Linked DNA regions of Pan troglodytes: region 2 is linked to region 1. A link is a contact called in public Hi-C data. All regions are on one chromosome and are shown on one strand. The core of a region is the stretch at or near the end of the contact, and the rest is flanking DNA. Distances in the headings are between cores, read along the strand shown.

What was found. A called contact is a pair of places that touch in the nucleus more often than the background predicts.
Region 2: a Hi-C map of induced pluripotent stem cells shows a contact between it and region 1, with 1.6 times the contacts expected there. The contact joins the promoter of NUP85 here to the enhancer-like site in region 1. A contact is called at or near these places in 2 of 7 Hi-C or Micro-C datasets (induced pluripotent stem cells and stem cell-derived neural progenitor cells) and 1 of 1 datasets of contacts at active chromatin or transcription factors (stem cell-derived excitatory neurons).

Annotation. Positions count from the first base shown.
Region 1 is chr19:88,057,810-88,062,982 of NHGRI_mPanTro3-v2.0_pri, forward strand. KCTD2 (potassium channel tetramerization domain containing 2) reads left to right here. Exons shown (of 6, transcript XM_001138510.7): 6 at 621-3,500. The coding sequence ends at 650. Among named protein-coding and RNA genes, the nearest start is that of ATP5PD, 18 kb to the left of the region's middle. Within about 2 kb of position 2,667, at least 7 of the 24 cell types and tissues checked have an H3K27ac peak or open chromatin away from gene starts, as enhancers often do. A contact at or near this core is called in induced pluripotent stem cells, where this site is marked.
Region 2 is chr19:88,197,112-88,202,284 of NHGRI_mPanTro3-v2.0_pri, forward strand. NUP85 (nucleoporin 85) reads left to right here and starts at 3,133. Exons shown (of 19, transcript XM_024350603.3): 1 at 3,133-3,524. The coding sequence starts at 3,492.

The DNA of each region.
Region 1 (5,173 bases), core at 1,417-3,916:
ATTTACGGAGCACTGACAGGTGTTTTTAGTTAGAAAATATGAACCTAAAAAGGGTAGACTTTCTCCATCCTCTGCCAAATCAATGAAAAAGAAAAGCTGGTTGCCACTAATTACTACAGGGTAGGATTTCTGAACTCAGACTTGGAAGATATTTTGCGTTTATTCTTTAAAACTGTGCTTTTTTCACTGCCTCAGGAGAAAAGGGTGTTTTCTTACCTTGGTGACCTTTACCTCCCTTAAGTTCCTGGAAAACTGTTTCTTTTCCCTCCACTGTGCACCCCCCTCACCCCCAACACACACACACACACACACACACACACACACACACACACACACATACACACACAGCTTCTAAATCGTGGATACCAGGTAAGCTGGAACCACTTCCTTTCAGTTGGCAAAGCTTTGGTCCAACAGCACATAAGCTTTAGACCCAGCTGTGCCCAGCAAGAGAGTGTTTCGCACCAGAAGCACTGCGGGTGAGGCTGCGGCTGCACCCCTGCTTGCTTCCTGGGATGACAGGACCATCATGCCACTCATCGGGTCCAGTGGAAAGCATCCCCCGACATCTCTGTCTTTCCCTCAGCAGCCTCAGCCTCTCCCCCATCTCCAACTTTCAGATTCTTCAGGAGAGAGGATCGCGGATGTAAACTAAGACCCCGAAAACTCCAGACCTTCAGGAGAGCAGTCAGCAGAGCCCCTCTGTGAAGTGAAACCTCGCTCCTGTCCAGTGACCGAGCCACTGCAAAGCACAGCTGATCCTGGCCCCCTGTGAAGAAGTGTTCTGGTCAAAACTAAAGGAACTCCCTCCCCACCTGCAGGACTCCGAAGACAGTGCGACTTCTGGCTGCAGAATACCTTTTCAGAAACCTGCTTTCATTTGCTTAGCCAGTATTAGAACAGATCTTTACAACAGCAGCTGGGCTGGGTTCCCATTCGGAGCCTTTCAGGGATCTGGGGGATGAGGGCGGAAGGCCTAGCTCTTTGGAAATGGCCTGTACTTTAAGGACACTGGAGCCAAGAGGATTGTTCCCGTGCCGTGCCATGGTTTCACCCTATGTGTGCCACAATGGACGTTAGCAGCTGCTTCGGAACACCGTCCCTCCTGTGCACCCTCCAAGACCTGCAGCAGATGCAAAGGGTTCTAGTTGCAGTTTGTCGAATTGAGGTTTTAGGTAAAGCATAGAGTTGCCAGAGTACCCCGCATTCCCATGAATAGAGCCTCCAAGGAAAGGGAGGATGGGGTGTCCTTTGTTGTGGTTGGAGGTTGGTGATCATTGCTCTGGATTTGGGGCTCCCGGCTGCCACCACATGCAGCTTTGCCTCAGCTTTCTCCAGCAGCCGGGACCCTCTGGAGAGCTTGTTTTCCCTCCAAGAGGAGGTTTGAGACAGGCGGCATCCTGCACTGAGTCAGACAGACAAGTGGGAGCTGTAGGAACTGCACCTGCAGCCTCTTCTTACTCCCCATTGACCCTGTCTTCCTTCCCTGGCTTTTTCAACTGGACCAAAGATGAAGGCACTTATGGACCCTTTGATGGCTTGGAGTGGGGAAGGCTGTTTCTTTGAAAGTTGCCAAATGTGTTATGTTGTTGTGTCTCAGAGAGAGTTATTTCTGTGACTCTCTTGGAAATGCCTTGACTGAATGTGCAATATTTGTGTCTCTTGGTTTCTAACCTTGGCGGACCTGCTCCCCTCTGTACTGTCCCCAGTGGTATGTATGTATGTGCTAGGCAGTCTGGGGACCCCCTGTGTCTCTGACCACCCCCCCGACCCCCGCCATTACTTTCTTTTCTGGAGTGCCATGCTGGCGAGGATCCGGACGCGGCAGCACCCTCTTTCGGGCTGCATCCACAGAGTTGGTGTCCACACTTTCTCTCCGAGCATGTGGGTCTCGCTGAGCAGTCGTGGAATGCGGTGGAGCCAGGGGACCCTGTCTGCCCCGAATAACTTTCAGTAGTATGGCAGATGGCACAGAGAAAGGGAAGGGGCTCTGGGGACTTCTTCTATGAAAGCCTCCTCGAGCCAGGTGCTCCTGGGCACCTTCAGAAGTAATGTCCTGTGTGCTTCACAGCTCACCTGCTTGCCAAGGTACGTCTGGGTAGTAGTTTCTGGAAATGACTGCAGACTGTGCCAAATGTCTTTTGAGCTTCTGACCTGACCATGCCCAGATGGCATAACTTTTCCCTAGGACCCTCACTCTCCTTGTTTCTCTGTATCTGTAGCATAGCATAGAACCCGGTATACAGGGGTTTCTGCTGACACATTAACGTCTACACACCTATGCGCCACATTTTACAGCTGTAAAGTGTTAGATGAACTGCCGTCCTCAGTAAAAGCAGCCACCCCTTCAAGAGTCACAGGCATCCATCCAGTTGTATCTTTCAGAGAAAAAAAAAGTTAGATGTAGCCAAGGAAAGTAGTGATCACGGGAAGGACTGCTCTGAGCCGGGTAGGATGGAGGACTTTGGAAGAGGCGCTCCTTGGCCAGGTCCAATGAGTAACATCAGACTGACAGAGGAAAAGCAGCTTGGTTTGCGGCCTTGTGCCCAGTCTCGTTGAGGCGCTTGTCCCTGTCTGCTTTCCTGGGGCATGCCTGATCAGCGTGGGCTGGAGCTCCTAGACCAACCCCAGCTTTCTCACCAGGTTCAGCAAGGAGGCCTGGGGGTCAGACACCAATGTTGAGCACCACCTGAGGGCGCCGTTTCCTTCATTCCTCTTAGATTCCATAGTTGCCGCCATGAAAAGACTGCTCTTGAGCCCCAAGGCACAGGCACATGCTCTGGGAAATAGACAGGAGTGGTATTTCCGCCCTCTCGGAGGGCTGGTGTTCACCAAGTTTCCCTCCTCGCTGCAACCCAATGACACCTGTATTGTTCCAGCGCTCCAGGACTCTGGGTTCTTAAGATTTCTGGGAGCGTTGTTCACCCACCCCCTTTAGGAACCAGGCTGGTGTTCTTGCTTGAAAGCGTTGTGCCCTCTGAGTGTCTGGCTGATCACATCAGAGAGGTCTGCGTGGCAGTTTGGGGCTGTCACGTGACCAGTGACCCACACTCTCTGCTGCCCAGTACTGCCAAGTGGGGAGGGTCCTGCCTTTTTCTCTGCCCCAGGTCTGGGACGCAGGTGATGCCAGCCAGGCCCAGGAGTGCCCAGCATCCCCCAGCTGATGACACAGTAGCACGGATTCTGTCTTTTCCTCAGAATCTGGCCTTTTTCCATGGCAATGAGGTGGGGCCCAGCCTCCTCTAAAGTGGCTTTGTTTCTGCACAGTTGTAACTGCTCTTGGGGGTGTCAGTGAGGCTGCGAGCAGGGAGCCACGGGATGCTGAGAGAGGAGGCCCGAGAGGACACCCCACCCTCCAGCGTGGCCTTTGATCCAGACTTAGGGACGAGGCTGTCACTGGTGGGCACCCTCTGTTCCTGTTTGTGTGTTTGAATAGTCTGAAATGCTGTGACTTTTTTTGTGTGAATAAAGATATGAAACAAACTTCTGAATCTCAAGAACTGTGGTGTGTTTTCCATTACTGCAGTCTCCCGGTTCCCACTGTCACTTCCTGTCGATGGTTCTCACATGGGTTTCAGGAGATGACTTAACTACCTTTCCTACCAGGACAGCTGACCAAGTCCTTTTCTCCTGCTACTGAAACCACCAAAGGGGGTGTTGGGCCTTCTCCCTCCTCCCTTTCATTTTACTGAATCTGAAAAGACCCAGAGAATGCAGAGAAACAGAAGGTGGGACAGATGGGCTGCCCACCAGAGAGCTGGAAAGAGACAAGGGGAGGAGTGTGATTTTTTTTTTTTTTTTTTTTTTCCCCGAGATGGAGTCTCGCTCTGTCACCCAGGCTAGAGTGCAGTGGTGCAATCTCGGCTCACTGCAACCTCTGCCTCCCATGTTCAAGCAATTCTCCCTCGGCTTCCTGAGTAGCTGGGATTACAGGCGCCTGCCTGCACGCCTGGCTAATTTTTGTATTTTTAGTAGAGACAGTATTTTGCTGTGTTGGCCAGGCTGGTCTCGAACTCCGACCTCAGGTGATCCTCCCGCCTCAGCCCCCCAAAGTGCTGGGGTTACAGGCATGAGCCACCATCCCCGGCCGTGAGATGGTTTTTAAGGGACAAGTCTTTCTGGAAGAGAGTGAGTGACTAGGTACAAGGAAGAGGATGAGTGAGGAACGTTTGGTGACAAGTAACCAACAAACAAGTATTGATCACTTCAGCATCAGGCGGGGCATGGGATCCTCAGAAGGTGTTAGTCCCTTCCAGACAGCATTTTCAGGTAGGGAGACAAAATGGACTCATACAGCTTAGTGAACAGGATGCGTGGGTGCATCCGTCAGGGTCCAATTGAGACCACAGCAGTTGTTAACTGGTAGTGGAGAAAGGAAAGGGCAGGAGTGGACACTGAGGCATCACAATGTAGGGATTGCAGGGTGCAGTCCTCACTCCTGGGACCTGAGAACAGTGGGAAGACATTGGGATTATTAAAGTGGAGATTTGGCCGGGCGCGGCGGCTCACACCTGTAAGCTCTTTGGGAGGCCGAGGCAGGCGGATCACCTGAGGTTGGGAGTTCGAAACCAGCCTGACTAACGTGGAGAAACCCCATCTCTACTAAAAAATACAAAATTAGCCGGACCAGCTACTCGGGAGGCTGAGGCAGGAGAATCACTTGAACCTGAGAGGTGGAGGTTGTGGTGAGCCGAGAGCACGCCATTGCACTCCAGCCTGGGCAACAAGAGCAAAACTCCGCCTCAAAAAAATAAAAGGGCTGGGCGCAGTGGCTCACGCCTGTAATCCCAGCACTTTGGGAGGCCGAGGCGAGCGGATCACGAGGTCAGGAGATCTAGACTATCCTGGCCAACATGGTGAAACCCCGTCTCTACTAAAAATATAAAAATTAGCTGGGCATGGTGGCAGGTGCCCGTAATCCCAGCTACTCTACTCGGGAGGCTGAGGCAGGAGAATGGCTTGAACCCGGGAGGCAGAGGTTGCAATGAGCAGAGATCACTGCACTCCAACCTGGTGACAGAGCGAGACTCAGTCTCAAAAAAAAAAAAAAGATTCACCTGCACTTTGGGAGGCCCAAGCTGGGAGGATTGCTTGAGCCCAGGAGTGTGAGATCAGCCTGGGCATCGTGGTGAGACTCTGTCTCTATGTAAAATTAAATCTAAAGATAAAATAA
Region 2 (5,173 bases), core at 1,883-4,382, 140 kb after region 1:
CTGCTGGGATTACAGGTGTGAGCCACCGCACCCAGCCTGTTTTTTTGTTTTTGTTTTTGTTTTCTTTCTGAGACGGAGTCTCCCTCTGTCACCCAGGCTGGAATGCAATGGCATGGTTTTGGCTCACTGCAACCTCCGCCTCCCGGGTTCAAGTGATTCTCCTGCCCCAGCCTCCGGAGTAGCTGGGATTACAGGTGCCTGCCACCATGCCTAATTTTTGTAGTTTTAGTAGAGACGGGGTTTCACCATGTTGGCCAGGCTGGTCTCGAACTGCTGACCTCGTGATCCGCCCACCTCGGCCTCCCAAAGTGCTGGGATTTTTACAGGCGTGAGCCACTGCGCCTGGCCATATTGTTGCTTTTGAAACAGGGTCTTGCTGGAGTATAGTGCTATAACAATCGTAGTTCACTGCGGCCTTGACTTGAACTCCTGGGCTCAAGAAATCCCTGGCCTCAGTCTCCTTCCTCTTGCTGTAGCTAGGGCTACAGGTATGAGCCACTAGTTCCAGCTAGAGTTTTTTTTTTTTTTTTTTTTTTGAGAGGGAGTCTTACACTGTCGTCCGGGCTGGAGTGCAGTGGTATGATCTTGGCTCACTGCAACCTCCGCCTCCAGGGTTCAAACGATTCTCCTGCCTCAGCCTCAGTAGCTGGGACTACAGGCGCACAACCGCCATGCCCAGCTAATTTTTTGTATTTTAGTGGAGACGGGGTTTCATCTTGTTGCCCAGGCTGGTCTTGAACTCCTGAGTTCAGGTAATCCGCCCGCCTCGGCCTCCCGAAGTGTTGGGATTATAGGCGTGAGCCACCGCGCCCGGCCTTTTTTTATTTTTTATTTTTTGAGACAGCATCTTGCTCTTGCCCTGTTGCCCAGGCTGAGGCCAGAGATTTTGTTAAATAATGTACACTGCGCCCGGTTCAGGAGCATTAGTTTTATTACGCTGCATGAAATGTATCCACTTAAGACTTTACCAGGCTGGGTGCGGTGGCTCATGCCTGTAACCCTAGCACTTTGGGAGGCTGAGGCGGGTGGATCACCTGAGGTCAGGAGTTCGAGTCCAGCCTGACCAATATGGCGAAACCCCGTCTCTACTAAAAAATAAAAAATTAGCCCGGCGTAGTGGCGTGTGCCTGTAGTCCCAGCTGCTCGGGAGGCTTAGGCAGCAGAATCGCTTGAACCCGGGAGACGGAGGTTGCAGTAAGCCAAGATCGTGCCACCCACCCCAACTCCAGCCTGGCGACAGAGCAAGACTCTGTCTCAAAAAGACAAAAAAAAAAAAAAAAAAAAAAAAAAAAAAAAAAAAAAAAAAAAAGAGAGAGAGCTTGTTAGATCTTAGTGCTATATTTCCTTGATTATTTTTATTTTAAGGCTGACAAAATGCCATTTAAGATAATAAAAGTAGTTAAATTGCCCGACCAAGAGCTAGATAACATTGAGGAAAAAGTATTGGCAATATTCTTTGGTCTAATACTGCTATATACCAACCATTTTACCCAATCATTCAAATAGGCTTAGTAATACAAGGGCGAAAAAGGAAAACTACAGCTAATAGAGCTATCCTTGTTCTTTTTTTTTCGAGACGGAGTCTCGCTCTGTCGCCCAGGCTGGAGTGCAGCGGTGCCATCTCGGCTCACCGCAAGCTCCGCCTCCCCGGTTCACGCCATTCTCCTGTCTCAGCCTCCCGAGGAGCTGGGACTACAGGCACCCGCCACCACGCCCGGCTAATTTTTTTTTTTTTTTTTTTTGTATTTTTAGTAGAGATGGGGTTTCACCGTGTTAGCCAGGATGGTCTCTATCTCCTGACCTCGTGATCCACCCGCCTCGGCCTCCCAAAGCGCTGAGATTACAGGCGTGAGCCACCGCGCCCGGCCTATCCTTGTTCTATATACTGATTATGCATACTATATATGGACTTTTTCCTTCCTCAACCTTTCTATAGATTTCTAAGAATAAGGTTTTGATGAAGTAGTTTATGTATCCTTCTTTTTCAGTTAATCCTAATGGAAAACGGTTGGAAAAATGAAACAATTATCTTACAACTTATTTTTCTCTTTCCTCTCCTCTCTCTAAAAGAGTGTGGCTCCTTCCCCTCTCTTTTCCCCTTCCTCTCTCTAGAGTGGTTAACTCTCAAACTGTATTTAACTCTGGAAAAGTTTTCAATTACACAGGCGATAACTCCAACTTGAGGTATAACGGAAACTTATTAAGAGAAAAAGAGCAAAATAATTTTTTTTTTGAGACTCAGCAAAATAATTCTTTTTTTTTTTTTGAGACGGAGTCTCAGTCTGTCGCCCAGGATGGAGTGCAGTGGCGCGATCTTGGCTCACTGCAACCTCCGCCTCCCGGGTTGGAACAATTCTCCTGCCTCAGCCTTACGAGTAGCTGGGATTACAGGTGTCCGCCACCACTCCCGGCTAATTTTTGTATTTTCAGTAGAGACGGGGTTTCGCCAGGTTTCGCCATGTTGTCCAGGCTGGTCTTGAACTCCTGACCTCAGGTGATCCAACCACCTCGGCGTCCCGGAGTGCTGGGATTACAGGCGCGCGCTACCAAGCACAGCTAATTTTTTTTTTTTTTTTTTTTTTTTTTTTTTTTTTTTTGAGACGGAGTCTCGCTCTGTCTCCCAGGCTGGAGTGCAGTGGTGCGATCTTGGCTCAATGCAACCTCCACCTCCCGGGTTGGAACAATTCTCTTGCCTCAGCCTTCCGAGTAGCTGGAATTACAGGTGTCCGCCACCACGCCCGTCTAATTTTTTATATTTTTAGTAGAGACGAGGTTTCATCATATTGGCCAGACTGGTCTTGAACTCCTGAACTCCAGTGATCCACCCACCTTGGGCTACCAAAGTGTTGGGATTAGAAGCTTGAGCCACAGCGCCGGGCCTTCAGGGGTATCGATTTTGTTCCCGTGCCTCTTGTGTGTGTTCTAGTGTGGAAGTGGAGGCGATTGCTTTCCAGCACAAGCCCGTTTGACTGTCGGGGTTTGGACAAGTGGCTGCGACGACACTAAGGTGGAGACCGGGATGGAGCAAGGACTCCCAGAGTTGGGAGACGTTGTACACTTACTGGGAACTAAATCCCGCACGAGTTCCCACCCAAGTGCCGCCGCCCCAGCCCACGCACGCGCATTTGCCCCGTCTCCAGCCCCGGGGTCCTCCTGCCCCTCCCGCCGTCTCCGGGGGCCTTTTCTCCGCTCGGCACCAGGGTGTCCGCCGCGCCGCCTGATCCTGTTAGCGCGGTACTCTGAGTGCAGTCAGTCCTCGGCGCTGTTTTCTCTGATTTGCTGTCGACGCCAGGAGGGAAAGACGCGTGCAGAGGACCGCAGAGGGGTGGCCGTGGCTGAGAGGAGACAGCGCCGCAGCACTGAGGGTTTGGGCTTGCAGGCGCTGCAGGAGACCCCCAGGCGGAGTCTTGTCTCGCAGCTAGCGCTGAGCGGGAGGCCTGAGCGGGAAGCATTGGCGTCCGAGCGACTTCTAGAGCCTGGGGTTCGGCGCTATGGAGGAGCTCGATGGCGAGCCAACAGTCACTGTAAGGGTACCCCGAACAGGCTTGCTCGTCCTTGCGGGTTGAGAACTGCGTCTGCTTAGTTACTTCAGGCTTGTCTGCTTCCCTAGTGGTCGCGAGGCGCTCGTCCCCTTCCCTCGACTCAGTTGCCACTTTCCGGAGGTCGCAGTGTTAACGAGGTGCCCGCCCTAGGGTCGCAGTGGTCGCGGGGTTTCTGCCACCAGTCACAAACCCCGGCCTCGAAGGTCCCACTCCGTCCCTTTCCTTCCTTTGTGTTCCTGGCCTTTTTACTTCCCTTGCTTTTCCTCTTGGGCATTAGAGTGGGTTCAGCCTAAGCAGAGGAATTTATATTTTTATTCCAGCCGTATTAAGCTCTGCATCGCGGCACATTGAGCTTCTGCCTGTGTGGCCTAAGGTTTATTCAACGTATTCTCTCAGGAGACTATTCCTGTTTTATCGCTGTGCATTCAATTCCATTTGAACTTTGAAGACAGTATGTCAACTGTGGATGATCTGTGATGTGTATTAAAAAAATTCACGCGCTTTATGTACGAGATACCTACCGTTTCTGCTAGTTGGATTGCTCTTGTTTTCCCTCTTGTTAACCAGAAGTGACTGAGGCAGGTCTCAACCGATAAAGGTTTAATTAGCTAAGGTTGAGGATCCAACCGGGAAAAAGCACAGGTCACAGGAGGATCTGAGACCTGTGCTTTTTCCAAAGATGGTTTTGGGAACATCACTAGTTAAAGAGGAAGGAGCTAGCAGGAGGGGCAAAAAAGGGAGGTTAGGCAGTGAGGAGGCAAATGATTACATTCTTGTGAGTCGGTGATTAGCCTCAGTAAATCTGCATTTTACCTGTGAAAAGAGGGAGCAGAGGAAAATTTTATGTATGCATTCATCTCAGGGTAGGTAGAGGGATTATGGTTATTATTACTGTTATTTTTTAGACGGAGTCTCGCTCTGTCTCCCAGGCTGGAGTGCAGTGGCGCGGTCTCGGCTCACTGTAACCTCCGCCTCCCGGGTTCACGCCATTCTCCTGCCTCAGCCTCCTGAGTAGCTGGGACTACAGGTGCCCGCCATCACGCCCGGCTAATTTTTTGTACTTTTTTGTATTTTTAGTAGAGACGGGGTTTCACCGTGTTGGCCAGGATGGTCTCAATCTCCTGACCTCGTGATCCGCCCGCCTAGGCCTCCCAAAGTGCTGGGATTACAGGCGTGAGCCACCGCACCCGGCCGATTTCTGGTCTTCTACTTGTGAAGATAAGCTGGTAGTTGACATTGTCAGAATCAACAGATCTTGATTTTAGGACTAGTTTATAGGGGCGATGTGTATCCTGAAAATTTTAGAGGCTCACAAGGAATTTCCTTGTGAGCAATTTGTGAGGGAAGCTCTCTGGGGAGATATGTGGCCTTCTTTTTTTTTTCTCTTGAGGCGGAGTTTCCCTCTTGTCGCCCAGGCTAGAGTGCAGTGGTGCGATCTCGGCTCTCTGCAACCTCCGCCTCCCAGGTTCAAGCAATTCTCCTGCCTCAGCCTCCTGAGTAGCTGGGATTACAGGCATGTGCCACCATGCCCGGCTAATTTTGTATTTTTTTAGTAGAGACGAGGTTTCTCCATGTTGGTCAGGCTGGTCTGGAACTCCTGACCTCAGGTGATCTGCCGGCCTCAGTCTCCC